3 separate regions of the Sus scrofa genome follow, and all the other regions are linked to region 3. Evidence: chromatin contacts called from public Hi-C data. All regions are on one chromosome and are shown on one strand. Each heading gives the region's core, a stretch centred on a gene start, on an enhancer-like site or on the middle of the called end of the contact. The rest is flanking DNA. Distances are from core to core; before and after follow the strand shown. Region 1 overlaps SCARB2 (scavenger receptor class B member 2). Region 2 holds the start of FAM47E (protein FAM47E). Region 3 overlaps CCDC158 (coiled-coil domain-containing protein 158).

The links. A called contact is a pair of places that touch in the nucleus more often than the background predicts.
Region 1: a Hi-C map of liver shows a contact between it and region 3, with 2.2 times the contacts expected there. The contact joins two enhancer-like sites. A contact is called at or near these places in 1 of 5 promoter capture datasets (liver), 7 of 47 Hi-C or Micro-C datasets (embryonic fibroblasts, heart right ventricle, liver and 3 more) and 1 of 2 datasets of contacts at active chromatin or transcription factors (skeletal muscle).
Region 2: a Hi-C map of liver shows a contact between it and region 3, with 2.0 times the contacts expected there. The contact joins the promoter of FAM47E here to the enhancer-like site in region 3. A contact is called at or near these places in 1 of 5 promoter capture datasets (fetal skeletal muscle), 6 of 47 Hi-C or Micro-C datasets (fetal liver, heart right ventricle, liver and 1 more) and 1 of 2 datasets of contacts at active chromatin or transcription factors (skeletal muscle).

Annotation. Positions count from the first base shown.
Region 1 is chr8:71,879,491-71,882,603 of Sscrofa11.1, forward strand. All of the region lies in intron 2 of SCARB2 (scavenger receptor class B member 2), which reads right to left. Among named protein-coding and RNA genes, the nearest start is that of SCARB2, 29 kb to the right of the region's middle. Within about 2 kb of position 1,346, at least 7 of the 83 cell types and tissues checked have an H3K27ac peak or open chromatin away from gene starts, as enhancers often do. A contact at or near this core is called in liver, where this site is marked.
Region 2 is chr8:71,939,041-71,942,110 of Sscrofa11.1, forward strand. FAM47E (protein FAM47E) reads left to right here and starts at 1,257. Exons shown (of 8, transcript XM_013978791.2): 1 at 1,257-1,551. The coding sequence starts at 1,478.
Region 3 is chr8:72,072,341-72,075,040 of Sscrofa11.1, forward strand. CCDC158 (coiled-coil domain-containing protein 158) reads right to left here. Exons shown (of 22, transcript XM_021101466.1): 2 at 2,457-2,599. The coding sequence starts at 2,498. Among named protein-coding and RNA genes, the nearest start is that of CCDC158, 15 kb to the right of the region's middle. Within about 2 kb of position 1,326, at least 3 of the 83 cell types and tissues checked have an H3K27ac peak or open chromatin away from gene starts, as enhancers often do. A contact at or near this core is called in fetal liver and liver, where this site is marked.

The DNA of each region.
Region 1 (3,113 bases), core at 96-2,595, 190 kb before region 3:
ATCCTGTAGATGGTGAAGACATTATCTTAAAGCCTCAGATAGTTTGCAAGCAAGCTTAAGAAACTTGTAGGCCTCTTAAATTTTTTCTAGATTTTAAAACAAAAATAGGAGTTCCCATTGTGGTGCAGCAGAAACGAATTCGACTAGGAACCATGAGGTTGCAGGTTTGATCCCTGGCCTTGCTCAATGGGTTGGGGATCCGGGGTTGCTGTGAGCTGTGATGCAGGTCGAAGACGCGGCTCGGATCCCACATGGTTGTGGCTGTGGTGTAGGCCGGCAGCTATAGCTCCTATTCAACCCCTAGCCTGGGACCCTCCATATGCCTTAGGTGTGGCTCTAAAAAGACAGACAGACAGACAGACAGACAGACAGACAGGAAGGAAGGAAGGAAGGAAGGAAGGAAGGAAGGAAGGAAGGAAGGAAGAAAGAAAGAAAATTAGACAAGCCAACAATAATCGAATGTATACCTACAGATGCATAAAAGCAGACAAGTCTCTGTTCCTCTCTAGTGCTGAGCACGAGGCTATGTACAGTAATATAAATATTGGACCCTTGCCCAGCTCTTCCAAAGGTTTAAGCACACTATGCCATTTGATCTCATTTCATCCTTACAGCAAGCCCATGATACAGATGGATCAAGTATTTTCAACCCACTTTTGCATATGGGGGGACACAGGACAGCAGAAGAGTCAGAACCTGAGGCCAAGTCTAATTCCTGCTTGACCACCCCCTCCTCTGTATCAAGTGACCTCTCCTAACAGGTGCCTACTAAGTGTCTGCAGGATGAAACCAAGGACTGCCTCAAGCAAATGCCAAATCTAAGTAACCATGAGAAAAAAGTCCTTGACTTTCCAGTTCCCGAGAAATACATACAAAATCTGATAGAGGATGCCATGTAAAACCCTTGTACAGGAGTTCCCATCGTGGCTCAGCAGGAACGAACCCAACTAGTATCCATGAGGATGCTGGTTTGATCCCTGGCCTTGCTCAGTGGGTTAAGGATCCGGCGTTGCCGTGAGCTGTGGTGTAGGTTGTAGACTTGGCTCGGATCTGGCTGTGGCGTTGGCATAGGTCGGCAGCTGCAGCTCCGATTGGACCCTTAGCCTGGAAACTTCCACATGCCATGGGTGGGGCCCTAAAAAGACCAAAAAAAGAAAAAAGAAAAAAAAATAAGAAAAAAGAAAACAGAAGTTTTAAAAAACTGACCTGAGGGTGAATACCAATTTGTACTCACAGAGAGCTGGGCCAGGCAGCCAAGAGCTGGGATTCAACCATAGATCCAGAAGTCAGGGCTCAGTGCTGTCAAGTTTTCTGACTAATGACAAAAATCAATGACCTTGCCCAGGCTCTCTTTGTTTGTTTGTTTTTTTCGCTAAGCTTGAGGTCACTCACCTAGAGGCAGGAATAATTCCAGGTCTAGAGTCTGCTTCATTTATGTCCACGTATGCTTACTGACTCTCAAGATGACTTTAAAAACGTCATCTTTGTTGCTTACCTTGTAAGAACCTGATGTTTTAAAGGGAAATTGAGTGTGGAGGCTCTGATCGCTTTCAGCCTCGTGACTTGGTTTCTCAATAAACTCCAAAAGGTCAAGGCCACGAGTTCCTGAACCACAAAACTATTTCAAGTCTTTGGAGGCACGAAGGGTCTATGTCAGGTCACTCCAGCTAACCATGTGACTTCCCCCAGCCACCAGCCGCCCTCCCGCATGACTCGCCTTTGCTGAGCCATCTAATTGAAGGAAGACGGTGCCTTTGGGCATCAGGCATGGCCCCCTACCCCACAGAGGCCAGGAAAACCAAGGGAACCGGGGCGGGGGTCAGGGGGAACACCTCTGTCTCAACACAACACATAAGAGTCAGAGGAAGCTCAAAATGCCTCCCTTTCCAGCATGCCTGTCACGTTGGTGACCCAGAGAGGCCACGGGAAAAGGAGAGGGAGTTTTAGAAACAAAACCAAGTTTGCTACCCAAATCCCCCTGACAGCCAATCAACAATAGTCAACCAGAGGCAGGACGCTCTCCTGGTGAACAGCAGGATGAGAGCAAGAAGTGATGGATTCCTGCTCTACGGTAGCGGAGAAGACCAAGGAAGCTTCTGGAATTAGAAACACAGTCAAAAACAAAAAAGCAAAAAATAAAAATAAAAAAAGGCCAAGCAAAATCTTTGGTCTAGACAATTAATTAAGGAACCATACTTGAAAGTACCTGGGATGGTCCCTAGGGCTCAGTAGATGCTAATAAAACCTACTAATGTCAAAGGCTCCAGGACATCACAGGCTCAGAATACACTTTACTGTTAATCATGAGGATGGCCCTCCTCGCTGGGAAAGGTCCAGTTATCCTCCATGAACTATTTAATCTGTCAGGAAAATACATGATTGATTTTAGTGATCTCTCATTGAAAATATTTTTTCAGGGAGTTTCCACTGTGGCTCAGTGGTAGTGAACCTGACTAGCATCCATGAGGATGTGGGTTCGATCTCTGGCCCTGCTCCTTGGTTAAGGATCTGGTGTTGCTGTAGCTGTTGTGTAGACTGGCAGCTGCAGCTCCGATTCGACCCTGAGCCTGGGAATTTCCATATGCCATAGGTGCGGCCCTAAAAAGCAAATAAATAAATAAATAAATAAATTTTTTAAAGACGTTCTTACTTTTTAAAACAAAAAATAATTTTTAAACTCCTGAATCTTTAGGTGAAACCTCGCCATCACAGAAGGCAAACCACATGCCTGAGACAAGGAAACCAAAAGGAATAATTTTGATCAGTTGGAAAACTACTATCTCTGCAGCATTAAATTCCTCAGAGGCGCGGGATAAATTAGATACAGAAAACACAATACAATCCCATCTCCCAAGTCATCTCTATGCTCCACTGAACCCCTGCTCTCTGTTGAGGATTCCTAGAAGCAGTGATAAGCACCCTGGGTACAGCATGGGTGGAGATCTGGCTGCCAGACTTGGCTTTCAATCCTGGCTCATCCGTTACTAGCTTCTCTGTCTCCGTTTCCTCATCTGCAAAATGGAGATAACAGTGTCCCTTCCTTGTAGGGCTGTTGTGAGAATTAAATCCATAAAAGCTTGTCATTCAGTTCCAGCACTGCCTGGCACACACTC
Region 2 (3,070 bases), core at 7-2,506, 130 kb before region 3:
GCAGGGCCGTAACAGACAAGATGTGTTGAATGAGCACCTACTGTGTGCCATGCACAGTACTAGAAGCAAGGTGGACATGACCCTCACTCTCAGTCCTAAGGAGAAATCCTACTTCCTCAAAGTAATAAAAGCTTGAATTTGCAATCAAACTAGTATTAAAGTTCTTATCAAAGATACTAATAAACAACTAATGGGGCTCATTAGCATGATGACATTTGTAGCTTTCTCCATGAACTGACTCATAACAGCTCTGTGAAGTAGCCAGGCAAATATGATCATTCCCCAGTTCACAGCTGAGATAATACTACTACTCTGGAGTTCTCGAGGAATTCTTACCTGCCAGCACTGGGTTAAATGCTTTCCATTCATTATCTCATTGAATTCCCCAATAACTCTATGTGAAATCAGTGAAGCTAAAACAAGTTTCAGCAACTGTGCCTGGGGGGGGGTGCATAATTATTAAGTGACAGAATCATGACTTATCTCAGGAGGTGGGACTCCAGGGCTTTCCACTGTGCCCAGAAAAGGCAGCAGAACACACGCAGCGAGTGAAGATGCTAGAACCAGTAGCAGCTGGGGCACCTTTATTACCACGCGTAGATATTTAACAGGTGCCCAAGGGGGAAGCTAATTTACTCCCAGGAAGTTTGAAGACACATCTTTAAATGACGACAAAAAGTATTCCCCACACACAAAAGTATTGCACGATAACAGACACAATATAACTACTGCAATAATTTTGCGAGAAGAGAATTTTTTGCTCCTATTTCCTCTAGAAGCGATGCTTACTATTTAAATCAGGAACACTCAGAAGTAGCAAGAGAACTTGGCAAACCCAAAACACAACTTCCCTCAATCCATATTCATCTGGGCATCTGCCTACCAGGGCCAACTGCATAGCAATTTCACTGCTGAAGTGCGTTGAGGCAAGAGTCAAGTAACACAAATCTGGAAGGGACTCGAATCCAGCTGGTGACTAGCTAGATAGCAGTACGCAGCCCTGGATTTACAGAGGCGGTGAGGCTCACGGAGTACCCAGACCTCCAGAAAATCATTCCGTGCCAAAAGGCCTTCTCACGATTAGAAATGGGTCTAGTCTTTTCACTCTTTCTCTTGCTGCCTCTCCAGCCGCGATGTTCCTTTGCTTTAACAACAAATTTTTTGAAACGATGGTGACCGCCCCCCCCCCCCAAAAGCCTGAACGCGCTTTCCCAACAGATTCAAACACGATGACACCAGAACCTGATCCTTCGTACTTCGGCTGCCAAGGTCCACGCACCGCGGCGCTGGCGAAGGCTCGGGGGCGGCGGGAGTTGGGGGGCGCAGGGACCCCAGGGCCACGGGTTCCCGGGGAGCAGCTGAGCTGCGCAAGGGCGCGCCGGGGGCGAGTCTGGGCCGCGCACCACTCCGCGGTCTCCTAGCGACCCGAGCGGCTGGGAACGCGCCCTACACAAGGCCGAGCGGGCAGCCGGGCACCATGGCTGACCGCAGGGTACGGTTCCCGCCCGCAGCGCAGGCCCGGGTGCCGGTGGGCATCAGCTGCGGGCCCCGGTAAGCGCGCGCCCTCGCGAGGGCGCATCGGGCCGGTGCCACTTGGGGGCGCCTGCACCTCGTGCTTGTTGGGGCTGGGGACGGGGGAGGGCCCCGGGCCGCGGAGGGAGGGCTCAGCTGCCTTTCACTCTCAAGGTGTCCCGCTCCTAAATGACCGGAATGGAATATAACCGCGCGCGCGACGCCCCTCACTGCAAAGGACATCTTTCTGTTATCCTCCCAACCCCTCAGGAGATGGAGATTAATATACGCCTTCCTGATGGGAAACTAATAGTCACAGTCTTCCGCGGAGACTGGTTTAGTCTGCGACCCACCCTTCTCCGGGTTAGCAGCTGGATCTTGCACCTTGGCCACCCAGCTGGTGACTGCGGCCAAGCTGAGCCCGTGTTTGGGGAGTGCCTCGGGTACTGGCGTGTGTCTGCTGCCATTTTCGATGGTTGGTGTCACTGCCACAGGGCAGGAAGCCGAGGCTCTTTGCTAATTTCTTGATCTGTATTTGAGAACGGAATTAAGCTGTCCTGGTGGCGGTTAAGATTCCAAAGTCTAGAATCAGAAAGGCTAGCGGTGAAGGGACATTCTCCTCTTATTTGACGGGTGACCTTGGGCAAGTTAGCTGCTCTTTCCCGGCTGGGTTTTCTTAACAATAAATGGGGACAATAAAAGGAATTAACTCTACAGTATTGTAGTGAAGATTAACCTACATGGCACACGTTAAGCAGTTACGGTCACATACACACGCTGTGTACATGTTCGCAATTAACCAACTCTTTGAGAATCTTCTCCCACCCCCATTTTCAAACTTTCTGTTTTGAAATAATTATAGACTCACAAGAAGTTGCAGATATAGTGCAGAGGTCCCATGTACCCTTCCTCCAGCTGCTTCCAGTGGTACCATCTTGCATAAAGATAGTACTGTTATGGAACCAGGAAATCAGCACTGGTGCCATATGTGAACTAGACTGTAGACTTTACTTGAATTTCACCAGTTTTCGTGTGTGTATAGTTCTGTAAAATGTTGTCATGGGAGTTCCCGTTGTGGCGCAGCAGAAATGAATCTGACTAGGAACCATGAGGTTGTGGGTTCAATCCCTGGCCTCACTCTGTGGGTTAAGGATCTGGTGTTGCTGTGGCTGTGGCGTAAGCTGGTGGCTACTGCTCTGATTCGACCCCTAGCCTGGGAACCTCCATGTGCCACAGGTGCAACCCTAAAAAGAAAAAAAATGTTGTCTCATATATACATCAAAATACAAAACTTTTCTTCGCCATAAGAGAACTACTTCATGCTACCCCTTTATTATTACTCATTTTCCCACTCACAGCCCTTGGCAGCCACTAATTTGATCTTCGTTTCTATACTTTTGTTCTTTCGAGGCTGTTAGGTAAACAGAATAATAATATGGTATAAAACCTCTTGACACTGGCTCTTTTTCATTCAGCATAAAACCCTTGAGGTCCATCCAAAATGTTTTATGCACCAGTAGTTAGTTCATTTTTACTGCTGAGTACTATTACATGGTAT
Region 3 (2,700 bases), core at 76-2,575:
ATAAAAGTTTTTCTTTTGTGAAAAATAGAAGCTAATAACTATGGTAAAACTAGAGAATCATCAATGCAATAATTAATTCAGGCAAGGAATGTCAATGCTAAAACTACTGAGTAAAAGATTATTTAGTACTAGGACATTCAGTAGGTCTCAGTAGGGCTAGCCTGGTAATTGATAGGTTACTTATTAATTGTAAAGGGGAAAGTCTAACTTTAAATCATCGGGATCTGGCAATGTGTGCTCCCTAAAGTTTGATGTAAAAGTAGACAATGTCACTTACGTAAAACCTGCCCAATTATTTTAATTTGAATCTAAACACGACAATCGGAAAAGTCTAGAAGTGGAACGTTCTATAACACAACAGGTCTGGACTCAAAGAAATGCCATCAGAAACAACAGCAAAAGGACAGAGGCTGCTTACAGATTTAAAGAGAGTAAAGGGACCAGACAACAAATACAGTACATGATCTCTGACTGGATTCTTTGAAAAGTTTACTAACTTTTTTTTGGAACAACTGGGGAAATTTAAATATGAATGCAAATTAGATGATAGAGCACTGACAATAATTTTCTTAGATCCAATGATGTGGCCATGTATAAAATCACCCTTATTCTAAGATGATGCACATTTAGGTTTTGAGGCAAGAATCATGATGCCTTCAACTTCAGCAAAATGAAATATAAATTGTAGGTATAGAGATAAAGAAAATATGGTAAAATGCCGACAACTGGTGTCTCAGTTGAAAGGTATTTAAGGTCTTCAGCGTACTATTTTTTTCAATTTTTCTGCCATTTTGGAAAAATTCAAAATAAAATGTTGGGCAGGGGAAGAGGTCACTGGAGTCAGCAAAAAAGAGAAAATCTAGTCGTTTGGGCCAGAGTGATTTCCCTGGAACACTAGGTTCAAATGTCCGAGGGCAATGGTGTTACGGGATGATGATGATGTGTCTGGAGAGGGAGTGACAGCTCCTGAGCTCAGTGCCCGTGCCCCTGATGAGAATGAGGGAGAGAGGGCAGGCGGGAGGTGAGCGAGGGCTGATGGCTATAGCAGGGCGGAGGTGACGATGACATGAGCATCCTAATGAGCAGAAGCTTTTACAAAACAAGGGTGCTACATAAAGGTTTTTCAGCAGGTTGGTGAAACCACAGGCCTGGAACTGAGAATGAACTCGGGATGCTTTCTTCCCGAGGAGAGAGACAAGGCAGGGGAAGCAGGCAGGGTACAGGTCACCTGCCCAACGGCAGGATAATCCTGCCTCCTCTGTGCTGCCCTGTTCTGGTTCTGTCATGTTGTAGAGAACTAGTCTTCCCAGGCTCTGTTCCTTCCCGTTTCCTGGCAGGTTCCCAATGGGAGGTGCTGGTGAAAGGTCAGAGGCAGGAGGCAGCATCGAGAGGTTACAGATGGATGGCTCCTCTCCAGGCCCTTGGTCTGTCTCCAGCTGCTCCTCTCCCCGGCCTTGGAAGGGCTGCTGGCAGTGAGTGGTGGCTCCTGCAGGCAGCTCTCTCCGTGGTTCTATGACATTTCCATTTTCAGGGTCCTTCTAGTCCCAAGCTGGTAGCAGCTTCCTGCAGTGGCTAATCTCTGAGTTGTCTCATCTCCTGTGAGGCTTCTCAGCTTTTTTTTTTTTTTTTTTCTTTTGTCTTTTTAGGGCCAAACCCATGGCATATGGAGATTCCCAGGCTAGGGGTTGAATCAGAGCTGCAGCTGTCGGCCTATACCACAGCCACAGCAACAGCAACATGGGATCCAAGCCATGTCTGTGACATACACCAGAGCTCACGGCAACACTGGATCCTTAATCTACTGAGTGAGGCCAGGGATCGAACCTGAATCCTCATGGATACTAGTCGGGTTCGTTAACCTCTGAGCCATGACAGGAATTCCCTCCTCAGCTCTTTCAACACCCGTGTCACCAATTCCCTGTATTAAGTGCCACCTATTTATTCCACCTGTTTCTGTTTTCCTACCTGCTGTTGACTGAATTAATTTCCATCAGTGTTGATGGGAGCCTGAACTAAGACATCCTAATGAGGCAGGCAAGGGAATGGAGAGAGAAGATGCATTCAGGAGACATTTCGGACAACGGAGGGAGCAGAGGGTACCTGACTGGACCTGGAGGTGTAGGGGAGGGGATTTAAGGTAAAAGAAGTCAAATGATGTGGAATTCGGGCTTGGAGAGGACAAAGGAAGAGAAGGCATTTAGAGAAACATGGCCTGTGCTGAAGGGCCGCAACATGGAAACAATCTTGAAACCAAACAAGTAAACATCTGCTAAAAAACAGATATGCTATTTTAAAAGACTAAAAAAAGCAGAATTATAAATAATCTGGTAAACATTCATGACCAAGGTCTGCACCCTGCAGAGTTAAAACTAGAACAAAAATAGGAGCTTGAACAAATACATGATAACTGCATATTTCTCATTTTTTTCCCATTTTGTTTTATAAAAAACACATACCTGCATTGGATGTGATGCCACTACTTGACAAGAGCTCTTCATTATTTGCTTCACAAGGTTTTTGTTCCATATTAAATATGTGCTACCTCTTCTTAGAGATCTTGAAATATGAATGCTTCCCTATTTAGGCTTTTTGTTCTTATCTATAATAGACAAGGATTAACAAATTTTTTTTAATTAAAAAAATAAAAGACAGGGATTCAATCTTTATTAATAAGGTATTACATGCAAAAAGTTCATAGAG